Regions from separate parts of the Capra hircus genome. Here region 2 is linked to region 1. A link is a contact called in public Hi-C data. All regions are on one chromosome and are shown on one strand. The core of a region is the stretch at or near the end of the contact, and the rest is flanking DNA. Distances in the headings are between cores, read along the strand shown. Region 1 has its middle 21 kb from the start of CRYBA4. Region 2 overlaps TPST2 (protein-tyrosine sulfotransferase 2).

Region 1 (6,640 bases), core at 1,966-4,465:
ATGTGACCTCAGGCAAGGTCGCTTGGTCTCCGAGCCTTGCTCCGGGCACCGCAAACAAGGAGGCTGGGGGAGACCAGTTAACCCCAAACCCTGCGGGTCGGATGGTCTCTTCCTCAAAGGATAACTGATCAGGGGGTCCTAGAGTCAAGGGTACACCTTCAGGTCCTGTGTGTGGTGATGGTAAAGAAGGAGACCACGAGTGTGGTGTGGGGCCCACACCAGCCTATACTGAGTTAAACCAGCAGCTTGGACGCGCACGTGTGAAAGAGCACATGAGCGGTGGACAGGACTGGCTACCTACATGCCCTGCAGACAGGGTTGATGTCTGAGGAGTTCCTGAGACCTGTTTATCATAATTTCTCGGGACCAAGAACTCTGGGTCTTGGTCTCTAACGGTTCTTCAGTAGAGAGAGGAGAGAGGTGGGCGGGGGGATGTCTATGTCACGTGTTTCCGGCAGTTGAGTCCCTTCATTGATCTGAAAGCCCCGCAGGACAGGTTGTGTTGTGCCCCTTTTACAGAAGAAGAAACCGAGGCCCAGAGCAATGTCACATCATGAGTAAAGGGCAGATTCCTGACTCCCGCATCCATTTCTCGGCTGCCAATTGAGCTGAGAGGAAGGTAGAGAAAAGAAACAAATAGCCAGGTGGCAGAGGGCCTGGCAGTGCCTGGTGAGTGCCTCCTCACTGCTGGAGAAAGACAGACACCTGGTAATGTTGCCTGGACACCTGGATACAGCTATGCCTGAAACAGTTACAGCGACGGACTTGTTTTTCTGCCACTTGAAACTGAAAAGGTTCTAAAAAGGAATAGTTATACTTCCTGTGACTTTCAGTTCTTGGTCCCAGGTACAGTGTCTGGCACTCAGTAGGCCTTTTACTGACCTGAAAGATGAGTTGGGTCATTAATATATAAATTCTCCCAAGTCCCCTGAACTTCGTCATGATGGCATTGCTCCCTGTGACTTCTGCTCTTTTCCCGACTAGGTGGGAGCTTCAGGGAGGTGGGGGGAGGGCTCTGTATTACTCACCAGCATATGCCGGGTTGGCATCCAGAGGGTGCAAGCTTCTTAAACTGGGGAGACCTTGGATTCATGGAGGGCAGGGTGGGCTCTGCTGGGTAGGATTGGGCAGTGGTGGGTGATGGGAGTAGGCAGCATGCCCCATGGCGTGTCCCCGGGACCCTCACCGTGCCCGGGCACCCCAGTGGCTCTGTGCTGTGGGCCCCGTGACTCCCTGTAGACTGCTGTCTCTGGCCAAGGGCATCTGTTGGGTGTGTGCCCGGGGCAGCCTGGAGGAGGCAAGGGGTTGATGTGCGAGGAGCATCCTTCAACCACATAGGGTGAGAGTTGGGGACAGGCCCCCTGATTCCCTGGACCTCACGTGGGACGGCTCAGGTGTGCCCCACCTGCCAGAGCGCCTCAGCAGGGCAGCGGCCACAACCACTTGCTTCTTCTTACAGACTGGAGTGTGTCTCCCTAAAGTCATAGGTGGAACTGAGTATGACCCCAGTGCAACTGTATCTGGAGAGAGGGCCCTTATGGAGGTCACAGAGATTAAGTGGGGCCCCGATCCCATAGGACTGGGGTTCGGATAAGACCAGGGCTGTACACACAGACGAGTGGCCCACTGGGGAAGCAGCGGGAAGGCGGCTTTCTGCAAGCTGTGGGGAGAGGCCTTGGGAGACACCAGCCCTGCTGCCCCCTTGACCTTGGCCTTCCAGCCTCCAGAACCGTGAGAAGATAAATGCCTGCGGCTGAAGCCCCCTGTCTGTGGCATTCTGTGACGGCAGCCCTAGCAGAGCGATGCCCACACTGATCCACCCAGTCTGGCTCCTCGGTCTTCCTCGTCTTCCTCCGTTAGTCCACTCTCCAACTCGTCCGCTTCATCCTGGGATCAGCTCCAAGTCAACTATGAGCGTGTGAATCCTTGTCTCAGAGTCTGCACCTTGGACAGTCCAGGCTCACACTCCTGTCCACGCTTTATCTAGCGGCACTGCTGGCCTTTGCGCTTGAAGGCAGCCCCTGGGGGCAGAACAGAGAAAAGACTGGAAAACACGGAACTCTACTCATCCGTGGCAATGATGCTGAGCCAGTGATGTCCGTCCTGGACTGAGGGAGATATCAACCACTGCTGTGCATGCCCAGGGCAGGGCGGTGAATGGACCCCAAAGTGTCCCTAGCAAGGTGGTGGCATCCAGCTGACCGCGGGCCAGTGCATCCTTTCTAGGGGAAGGACTGGGTGAGCGTGACTGCAGATTTTTTTTTTTTTTTCCAGTGATTCTGAGCGCAGCTTTTGGAAACAGTGCTGAGCCTGAATCTCTGCTTCAGCACTTTTTAGCTGGCTGACCTGGGGTATATCACACCCCTTCTCTGAGCCTCACTCTCCTTATCAGATGGAAATGATATTGACATTTTCTCAGAGGATGCTGGGGGTGGGGGATGTGGGTAAAGCCCTTGAACAGTGTCAAGTTAGTGGGGCGGGGTAAGTTCATTGCTTCTGAAGGTGATGATGGGGTGGGGGTTGGGGCGGGGAGAGGGAGGTCCGGGAACATTGAAGGGCAAGTGCTTTTTGTGGCCATGCCACACGCGGCTCTCCTCTGCAGTACGAGCACTTTCCCCTGAATTTAGGGAAATCCACCTTCATCCCTCTTGCCTGGAAAATCCCGTGGACGGAGGAGCCTGGCGGGCTGCAGTCCATGGGGTCGCAAAGAGTCGGGCAAGACTGAGCAAATTCACTTTCACTTTTCACTTTCATGCATTGGAGAAGGAAATGGCAACCTACTCCAGTGTTCTTGCCTGGAGAATCCCAGGGACGGAGGAGCCTGGTGGGCTGCTGTCTATGGGGTCGCACAGAGTCGGACACGACTGAAGCAACTTAGCAGCAGCAGCAGCACCCTCATCCCAGTGATGATAGCTACTTTGATGAGTGAAAATGAAATTTCTATCTGAGTGAGGCTGGGAGCTGAGCTGCTGGCTCGGGGAACAGCTGTCAGAGAGAAGCTCCCCCGAGGCCCGGATGGAGGCACACAGGCTCCGTTAATAGCTTGGCTGGAGGGCAGATGAAGTCTGGCTCTTCCCAGAGCCCTTCCTTGGAGGATACAGCAGGTGTGGCCAGGCAGAGAGGCGGCACTGGGGAAGGAGGGTTTGTGTGACTAGTTTAGGTAACAAGGTGGTGAAGCCCACCTCACCCCGTCTCCAGGATGCCCTGACCAGGTGCAGGGTCGGGGGGTCAGTGCAGGGTCGGGGGGTCAGTGCAGGGTCGGGGGGTCAGGTGCAGGGTTGGGGGGTCAGTGCAGGGTCAGGGAGGTCAGGTGCAGGGTCGGGGGGTCAGTGCGGGGTCAGGAGGTCAGGTGCAGGGTCAGGAGGTCAGGTGCATGGCTCGGGGCAAGCATATGAAAGAAAACAAGGTGCAGAGAAGTCTGTGCCCAAAAGGCTTGGAAAGAGGGACTCAGACAAATCCCATCTACACATGTTCACAGCAGCAGCATCCACAGTTGCCGAAAGGTGGAAATAACCCATGTGTCCATCAATGGATGGATGGGCACACAGATTATGGTGCAGCCATACAATGGAATGTGGTCTGGCCATAACAAGGAACCCAGTGCTGGTATGTGTGACGATGTGGGTAAACCTCAAAAACATTATGCTGGGTGAAATAAGCCGGAACCTAAAGGACACATATCTTATGCTTCCATTTATTTGGAATAACCAGAAAAGGCACATCCATAAGAGACAGGACAGAGGTTCAGGGTTGCCAGGGCCTGGGGCAGGGGGGAGGCTGGGGAAGGGCTGCTTAACGAGTGCAGATTATTACTTGGAGGGGGTGACCTGGTTTGGAACTAGATAGAGGCGGTTGTCGCACAACACTGGGAAAGTGCTGGATGCCACTGAACTGGACTTCCCCGGTGGCTCAGTGGTAGAGAATCTGTCTGCCCTTGCGGGAGACATGGGCTTGATCCCTGGTCTGAGAAGATCCCACATACCTCGGGGCAACTGAGCCCAGGCACCACAGCCACTGAGCTGGTGCCGTAGAGCCAGCGCTTCCCAGCAAGAGGAGCCACCACGGACAGCAGCCCCTGCGAGCCTAGCGCCTGCAGGCGGCAGTGAAGACCCCGCACAGTCAAGAATAAAAAGTAAACGTCGCTGAACTGCTGGCTTTAAAGTGATTGGTTTTAGTTATGTGAAATTCACCCAATTTTTTTTTTTTTTTAGGTGTAGCCACTATGGAAAACAGTATGGAGGGTTCTGAAACAAACTAAAAATAGGGTTGCCATATGATCCAGCAATCCCATTCCTGCACATACACCCAGACAAAACTGGAATTCAAAAGGATACACGCACCCCTGTGTTCATAGCAGCACTATTCGCAAGAGCCAAGACGGAAGCAACTTAAATGTCCATCAACAGATGCACGGATAAAGGTGCGGCACATAGGTAAATGGAATATTACTCAGCCCCGAGAAAGAAATAACGCTATTTGCAGCAACATGCGTAGACCTAGAGATGATCACATGAGGTGAAGTAAGTCAAACAGAGAAAGACAAACATATATGGTGTCACTTACATGTGGAATCTAAAATAAAACACACATGAACATAGCTATGAAGCAAAAACAGACTCACAGTCACAGAGAACAGACTTGTGCTTGACAAGGGGTGGGAGGGAAGCATTGGGAGTCTGGGATTAGTAGATGCAAGCTAGTATATATAGGGTGGATAAACAACCAAGTCCTGCTGTACGGCGCATGAGACTAGATTCGATATTCTATGATAAACCACAGCAGAAAAAATACGAAAAAGAATATTTAGAGCTATAACTGAGTCACTTTGCTGGACCCAGAAATTAACACAACATCGCAAATCAACTATGCTTCAATAAAATAAAGAATTTTTTTGGTTTTTAATTTAAAAGGAGGCACAGTAGGGTGAGAACTCAGAGGCACCAGGCAGGCTGAAGATAGAGTTGGAAGTGGAACCCTGGCCACCTGGGCTACCTGAGTTTCTCCAGGGAAAGAGAAATCAGAGTTTTTCCTGGACACGTTGCCCCTGTCAGAATTCTTGGGAAATCTTGGACTGTGGGGTAGAGGGGTGAAGGCTCGATGAGCACCAAACTACCTAGTTCACAAAGCCTCATGAAGACAGGCGAGGCAACCACCTGGGCCGGCTTACAGGAGGCAACTACATGCTGAAATGCATCTCCGGGATGATGGCGCCTCTTCCTGTTGTCATGGCGACTGGCACATCATTCTAAGCTGCTCAAGCCACTTTCGAGAGAGGCAGAAGACACTGACACTCCCCTCTGGCGCACCATCTGGTGCTCTTATCCGCGTGTGGGCCCCCCAGGGGCCCAGGTTAACACTGTAAATGTTCCCTGGAGGCTGGGGCTCTTGGCGAGTTGTGCTGAGGATGACATTTGACCATTTTGGGGGTGGATCCTGGCACGTCTTGGGTCTACCCGCAGGATAAGGTGAGGATAGGAGACAAGAAAGATGCCAGCTCTCCACAGATATCAGACTAGACATGGGGCCCAGAGGAGGTGGCGGCAGTACCCAGAGCATTAAAGGGGATGACGGAGGCCACTGCGGGTCCTGCCCCTTCCCAGGATAATGGCAAATTCCAAGGAAGTTTTTGTTCACTGCAAAGGTACTCTGCAGGTGGACAGGGAAAAGGCAAGGGACCAACTGAATCCCTCGGGAAAGCCAGTTTGAGCTATCTGAGATAAAGAAGTCAGAGAAGCAGGGACCGAGGGCAGCAGGCAGGACCGTGCTTCGCAGGCTCCTGCATCTGCTGGACGCGGGTCTGTCTTCCTCTGCGTCACTCAGGCTATGGCTCATGTTGAACCCACCTCACTTAGACACAGTCTTCCCAGCGAGCCCACGGCAGCTTCTGATTATTTCTGTGGCTCCCCCCTTCCTCCTGCTGCCCTCCTGGGAAAGATATCCCTGGAAACAAAGTTGCTTGGAATAGAATCATGGACCCTTTATCATTCACCTCTGGGAAGCCCAGAGAACAGGAGAAGCGCTGAAAATTTGAGAGTGGCAAGTGTCGACATTTTTTCCCCCAAATGGATATTGGAAATGATGGGTGGATCCTCAGGAGAATTTGGGAACTGATGATGGAAAAGGTGGTGCTTGGGAATACTATTTTTTCATTTTTTAAAGAGTGACCCCTAGGCATCCCCTGTGTTCGTTTAGAGCTAGTCATGCTGAACCCCATTTCCTCCCTTGTGATGCAGGGCAAAGCCATAGACCTGTAATGACAGGGGTTTGGCTGTGGACTCTGGGGCCACGCTGTGCCCAGACGCCCATCTTGACTTTTCTCTAACGGCTCCACACGAGTCTTGCTTTTATGCGGTGGGACTGCTGGCTCTGTTGGGGTGAAGGCAGAATCTGGGTCCTGCCCTAACATCTGCAGTTCCTGCAGTGGCCTTGGCTGTGCACATTGGAAATGTGCTCTAGGTTTTGTTGAGTCGGGTCTGGATTTTCCGAAGATCAAGGCTGGTGGGGGGGGGGGCGGGGGAGCGGGGCGGTGCTCCCAGCAAGAGATGTGTAGTTTAGTTAATCACTATTTAATCTGGGACCTGAGCTGGTGGGTTCAAATCCCACCTGAATCCCTTACCAGGAACCTGGGCATCTCTTGCTG
Region 2 (6,898 bases), core at 3,648-6,147, 72 kb before region 1:
TCCTTTTCTGTAAAATGGGCTGTTGATAGGTTCAAACAGGGTAATAGCACGTACTCAAAAATCTCAGCAATTATTAACACACTGGGAGTAGGCTGTGACTGTTCTTGGGGTCCTATCTCTCTTCCTATTCTCTTATTCTCTGCTTCTACGTTTTGTTTTGTTTTTTTCCCTATCCCTGAAATACCAACCTGATTAGTGTATCTAAACCCAGAAGGAGGACGGTTCCCAGCCCCTGCCCCTCCTCCCAGCTACTGAACACACAGGCCTGGCATTCCGAGGCATGGGCGGCTCCTGGAACAACAACAACAAAAGCAGCATTCGGGACCAGGGCCCTTGAAGCTCTTCCGGAGACCAGATGGCTCCGGCCCAGCTGCCCTCAGGCAGCCCTTGAAATGCCAAGAGAGTTCGAGAGACCTGCCAGGAGGGCAGCTCCCACGGCCCCCTTCAGGGTCGGGGACGGGCCGTCAGGGCCTTTGATCACTGAAGAGCTTCGACTCCAACAAGACGCACTAGCCACAGGTCACGATTTAAATTTGTTAAAATTAAATAAAATTTAAAATTCAGCTCCTTACTGACATTGGTCACATTTTCAGAGCCCAGAGGCCCCCTGGGGGCTACCGTACTGGCCATGGCAGATTTAGGATGGGGTCAGCACGTGATGACCCTTGGGTCGAATCCACCCGTCAGCTTATTTTGTGAGGTCTGTGAGCAAAGAGTGATCTTGACTTTTTTTTTTTTAAGGGAAAGAGGAGGAAGAGGATGAGTTGGGAGGGGAGAGGAGAAGCAGCAGCAACAAGAAAAACCATTTTGCAAAACCTGAAATATTTACTATCTGGTCATTTATAAAAAAGGGCTTCCCAGGTGGTGCAAGTGGTAAGGAACCTGCCTGCCAAAGCAGAAGACCTACGAGACGTGGGTTCAATCCCTGGGTCGGGAAGAGCCCCTTGGAGGAGGGCACGGCAACCCACTCCAGTATTCTTGCCTGGAGAATCCCGTGGACAGGGGAGCCTGGCGGGCTACAGTCCATAGGGCTGCACAGCGTTGGACACGACTGAAGTGACTTGGCATGCACGCGTGCATTTACACAAACAGTCTGCTGAGCTAGACTACTCCTATCATTCACCCAAAGGTCCACAGTCACTCCCCTACATATAACGAGGTCCATTCCCAGTATGCATTCAAAAGTCCCACAAGGTTAGCCTCGGTATCCCAGCTCATACAATCAGCTATACCACTGCTGCCTCTACGCTTGCTTCCAGACATCCTGGGCTTGAAATAGAGATGCTGTACCCCCGGACTCTGTACAGTACTGAACGGTAAAGTGAACAAAAGCACAACCACTTGTAACAGATGCACACACGTGACAATGGACGCCAGACACTGACTTAAGTGGCTGGACACGCGAACACAGTTCACATCTTTGAAAGCGTGCAACGTGGAAGTTCGTCTGTAGGGCACAGTGGAGACCCGGGAGACACAGCGAGAGCTTCCTTGGTGGCTCAGCGGTGAAGAATCTGCCCGCCAGTGCAGGAGACAGAGGTTCTGATCCGGGAAGATCCCACATGCTGCAGAGCAACTAAGTCCGCGGGCCACAACCACTGAGCCTGTGCTCTAGAGCCCACTGGCCGCAACTCCTGAAGCCCGTGTGTCTAGACCCCGTGCTCCACAAGAGCAGCCACTGTGATGAGCAGCCTGCACCCCGCAGGAAGAGCAGCCCCCGCTCACCGCACTAAAGGAAAGCCCTCACAGCAGCAGACACCCAGCACTGCCAAAGATAAACAAATAAATTATATCAAGAAGACACAGGAGAGGGGTGGGGGGGAGTCAATGAGCCCTCCTTTTCTCGTAGGAAGAAAATCAGAATTTATTGAGCGCCACTGTATCCCTAACACTAGACCAAGGGCTTTCCACGCCTCTACCTCATTTTAGCCTCACAACAGCTCAGTGGCAGGGTGGAGCAGGGAGGGGGCTCTCTAATTTACGATGACAAAAGGCCCATGGGGGTGCAGGGTAAGCACAGCTACACCAAAAAGCAAATCCGCCAAATCAATCGGACCAATCAGCAGACACAAACCCCGGGTAAGAAGACAGCGGTGGTAGGCGAGAGCATTTTTCCCCGAACACATACTTTCACGGCGTTTTTCTATGGTCTTGATCTATAGAATAATAAAACAACCAGTATTTTTTTTTTAGTCCTATGCCAGCCACAGTAGGGAGGGTCAGACTGAAGGGGCTCCAATCCTGGCTCCACCAGTTACTGGTGGTATGACCTTGGCAAGTCACTTAACGTCTCTGAGCCTCAGTTTCTTCATCTGTAAAATGGGGACGACAACAAGACCTCCTAGAAGGCTCACGTGAGGCACCCGGGCCCTTGAAATGTGGCCAGTGTAAATGTGGAAGTAGCCTCATAGGAGTCCTGGGAAGTATAAATAAGTTAGAGAATGTTAGAACAGAGTCTGGCACGTAGAAAGTGTGCTTTACTAAGAGGGAAAGCCAGTTTCTAAATCTGGCTCTGTCTTCATGATGACACGGCTCAGAAGATGAGCCAGCAGTGAGGATGAGCAAGGATTTCACATCACTCTCTTTCCACTGACCCATGGGCTGCCCTGAGTGACCACCAGAAGCAAGGGGAGGGGGCAGTGATGGACCATCGTCAAGACACCTTCAGACCTGGACTCATTCATTCCACAAATGTTTACTGAACACCTACTGTGCTTGGAAGCAGACGTTGTAACACATCAGGGCTGGCACCCCAGGGCCCTGCCCTCACGGAGATGATGCTTTGGCACAGAGCCAGGAAACCAGCATGCCAGATAACTGCACCCGTGACTGTGATAAACGAGCGGTACCCGAGGTAGGAGGGGGAGACGTGCCCTAAGGCGCCAAAGCTCAGCAGATGAAGAGTTCCCAAACTGGGGGCGGGGGGAGGGCTGGAGCACAGGACGCCAGCTCAGGGGGCAGGCCACGGCACTTATAAGAGTAGCCTTGGAGGGGTACCTGGTACCCCCGTGCCAGAGCTCAGCCATCAGCCTTGCGAGCCCTCTCTGTGGGAACAAGCTCCCAAGCATTCCATCACCATGGAGACCACCTACCCCTCTGGGGCCCAGTGACCTCGCCACCCCAAGCCTCCAAGGAGATTTAGGGAGACTGGGGTTCCCCCTTCAGGATCCCTGGGGATCAGAGACCTCTGACCTGCTCTAGAGGGAAACCAGCCAAGAAAAGCCTGCCAGAATCCAGTGGAGCAAGAGGAAGAGACAAAAAGGATAATTCTGCAGCTTTAAGGGGTGAGGCTTGAGCATAAGAAACACGTGGGGTGATTCAAGAGAGAAGAAGAAAAGGCAGGCAGGTGAGCGGCCTTAGAAATATCAGCTCATACAAGCCCTGACTGTACGCCAGGTACTGAGCTGAGAGCTTCACATGTATCACGGAGGCTCTGCCTCACTAGCTCTGTCCATGACCCCATCTGACTCTCCCGTATTAACCATCTCTTCACTGATCCTCAGAGAGGTAAGTTCCTCTGGCCAAGGCCACACAACAGGTTAGCACAGGAGCTAACAGGAAAACCCAAATCTCTCTCCAGAGCCCGTGCTCCTAGACTTGAGTTTCCTGAGTTTCCTCATTCATTCCACAAATGTTTACTGAGCTTTGCATTTTCTTTTTTTACCTAAAACATCAAAGCAGGGCCCACGCCTGCCACCCTGCCTCAATCTTGGAGGCCCAGTTCAGCACCCTGTTGGCACAAGCTCACGGTGGGGGGTCACATCCCAGCTCTTGCACTCGTATGTCAGGGATCCTGGGTCAATCCAGCTTGCGGAGCCTCAGTACTGCCATCTGAGAATGGGCGTTAACACCTGGAACAAAGAGTCACGAGGAATTCCTTAGCATCACCGCACCCAGCACACATGTGCAAACCCGCTAGCACTGAGTACGATCACTGTCATCACCGCACGGGGAGGGAGACTGGAGGGAACCTGTAGAGAAACAGGCCAGTGGTTTGGTGAGGCAGGGTGGGCACACTTCTGGGAAGGGCCAGGAAAGCCAAGGATTTTGCCGAGTGGGCCAGAGGGTCTGTCACGGCTGGACAGACCACTCGGCCTCTGCGCTATGAGAGCAGCCAGAGAAATACACGTGGCTGGGTTCCAGGAAAGACTCTTTACAGCATCAGGCGGCGACCCTGATGTGCCCCTCAGGCTATCCTGTGCGAAGGCCCGGCTCTGTCTGAACTCCCAGGGGAACTGGGACAAACCCACAAAATGCAGATGCAGAGGGTCAACGTGGAAGCTGGTGTATATTTGGGCTGGAACAGCCAGGGGCAGGACTCAGGCAGCCGGCCTCTGGTGAGAAAAATGGACAACTCAAGAAAGTTTATTTTTTAGAAGAGAGGTATGCACGCATGTGGGGTCATCCACTGTCTGGCCTGTCACCAAGGAAAGATTTAAGGAGAGCGACCTGTGTGTGCCTGGCCCTTCGATGGGCATTTTGCCTCTAACAACAACCTGGGGAGTTGAGGGAGGCACTCTTATTAGCCCCAGTCGACAGAGGGGGAAGCTGAGGCTCACAGAAGTAAAGAGTTCAGGGAAAGGTCACACAGAGAGCAACGAGCTCAGCCTGCAGTGGAACCAGCTCTGTCTGATCCCAGAGGCCAAGCTCTTTAACCGTCACCCCCAAAGCCCTGCCCTGCTCCACACACAGACGGGGACCATGTGTGTCCACGGTCAGGCAGCTGCCTGGGACATGGCTGGCTTGGCCTCCCAGCTCCCAGGGTGCAGCCTTGCCTCCAGCGTCTGGCGTGGCCCAGCTCTGCTCTGTGCTTCCTGTTCGGGAACACACGGGCCGGGCCTGATAAAGAGTATAAACAGGAAAGGGCCAGGGTGACCTTGCAGGGCCTGGGGCTTCCTGCGCCTGCACACCACACACACACCTACACACCCACACCCAAGCCTGTCTCCACTCCTCTGCCTGGAAGTGTCCAGAAGTAGGGGTAGAGGGGGTGGGAGGATCATCACACCAGGCTCTGTGTCCTGGTTCTGGGGATCACTAGCAACGCAGCCCTGGCTGGAGCAGAGGGAGCAGACAGCCGTGTTACACAACTGAGTCCTAAACTGGGCCTCAGTTTGCTCATCTGTGAACTGGGGATGCGAACACCCGCGCTAAGGATTCAACAAATGAACTGACAGCTCTGAGCTTCGTTGCTGCGCCACTGTTACTTCCTCCCTTTAAGGTGGTTCAAAACTTCCACGCATCAGAATTACCTGAAACTGTTAACAGACAGATTCCTGGGGCCTGTCGCCAAATAATCTGATTTGGAAGTTACAGACTTCTCGAGCTCTGCCCCTCCCCTGGCTCTACAAATCACTACATGGGGCACTGGATTCAGCATTTGAGGACTATTTACTGGCTGGGCACTGGAATGGGCCCAGTGTGGGGGCCAAGAGCCAGACAGGTCCAGGAGCAATCTAGGCTCACTTAGGAAGCAAGTACAGGGAAGTAGAAAGGAAACCAGTTATAGTCTGGCTAAGAACACAGTGATGAAGATCAGTGACACAGTCACCTAGCCAGCACAGACAAATTAAATAAACCAAGATAAATATTTTAAAGAAATTTTAGAGGAGAATGTTAACATTAAAAAAAAAAAGAAGTGCGGAGGGCAATCAGGGACCAGAGTGGGGGTGACCTCGGCACACGTGGCCCCCAGGGGAAGCAGGACAAGGTGTCTACATCTCCCAGCACCCCGGGTGCGCACCTGCCGCTGCTCCGGGCCCCTAGTGGCGTCCTCTCCTCTCCTCTCCCCAGCCCTCAGTCTCCTCATCTGTAAAATGGGGCCAGCAGCACTCACCAGCAAGGGCTGTGGTGAGGACTTCAGTGAGATGGAGGCTTACCCGTGAGAAGATAAGAGCGGGGGATGCTGCCGCCCTTTGGTAATTATGGGTCCCATGTAAATCTGAGAGAAGGAAGCAGCCATGGCGGGGGTGGGGGTGGGGGCAAGAGGCTGGGGAAAGGAGGTCAGCAGGCTCCAGGAAGGCCAAGCAAGGAGCTTGGGGTTTATCCCGAGGGCAGAGGGAAGTGGCGAGTGCTGACGCGACTAAGGTCTGGGAGGGGGCATGGGCTTTTTCTAGCACACGATGGCTTAGAAGCTGAGGGCAGGAGGCCAGGCGAGAAGTGCCGGGGGGCCCAGGGACCAGCTCAGAGGAGATGCGATGGAGGACAGAGTGGAGGAGGCGGCCCAGAGGCCAGATGGTCTGGGCCGCAGGAGGTGACTCAGAGACCCCACTCTAGCCTCAGCTCACAGCCTGTCTTCCCCTGGGCCTCATCGGCCTCTCCGTCAAATGAGAGCAAGGGGTCTGCATGGCAGGTAGGACAGGGTGAGGAAACCACTGCCCTGGACTGCAAAACTTACAGGGGCATCCCCCAAACTCATATTCAGGATCGACAACGTTCAAATGCCACATTTACAAATGCCAGCCATATGCAGAGACGTGGATGGACCGAGGGACCGACAGAGAGCGCAAAGTAAGACAGAAAGAGAGAAACAAGTATCATATATCAACACATGTATGTGGAATCTAGAGAAACGGTACAGATGATCTTATCTGCAAAGCAGAAATAGAGACGCAGATGCAGAGAATAAATGTATGGACGCCAAGGGGGGAAGAGGGGAGGAATGACCTGGGAGACCGGAATTGACATACACACGTGCCTGCTCAGTCACGTGCGACTCTGCGACCCCAGGGACTGTAGCCCTCCAGGCTCCTCTGTCCATGGGATTTCCCAGGCAAGACTACTTGGAGTGGGCTGTCATCTCCTTCTCCAGGGGATCTTTCAGACCCAGGAATCAAACCCAAGTCTCCTGCGACTCCTCACTGGCAGGCGGACTCTTTAGCGCTGAGTCACACTACTC

Evidence for each region. A called contact is a pair of places that touch in the nucleus more often than the background predicts.
Region 2: a Hi-C map of blood shows a contact between it and region 1, with 2.0 times the contacts expected there. The contact joins two enhancer-like sites. A contact is called at or near these places in 2 of 5 Hi-C or Micro-C datasets (both in blood).

The regions. Positions count from the first base shown.
Region 1 is chr17:4,791,281-4,797,920 of ARS1.2, reverse strand. No RefSeq gene overlaps it. Among named protein-coding and RNA genes, the nearest start is that of CRYBA4, 21 kb to the left of the region's middle. Within about 2 kb of position 3,215, at least 1 of the 5 cell types and tissues checked has an H3K27ac peak or open chromatin away from gene starts, as enhancers often do.
Region 2 is chr17:4,865,205-4,872,102 of ARS1.2, reverse strand. All of the region lies in intron 1 of TPST2 (protein-tyrosine sulfotransferase 2), which reads right to left. Among named protein-coding and RNA genes, the nearest start is that of TPST2, 29 kb to the right of the region's middle. Within about 2 kb of position 4,897, at least 2 of the 5 cell types and tissues checked have an H3K27ac peak or open chromatin away from gene starts, as enhancers often do.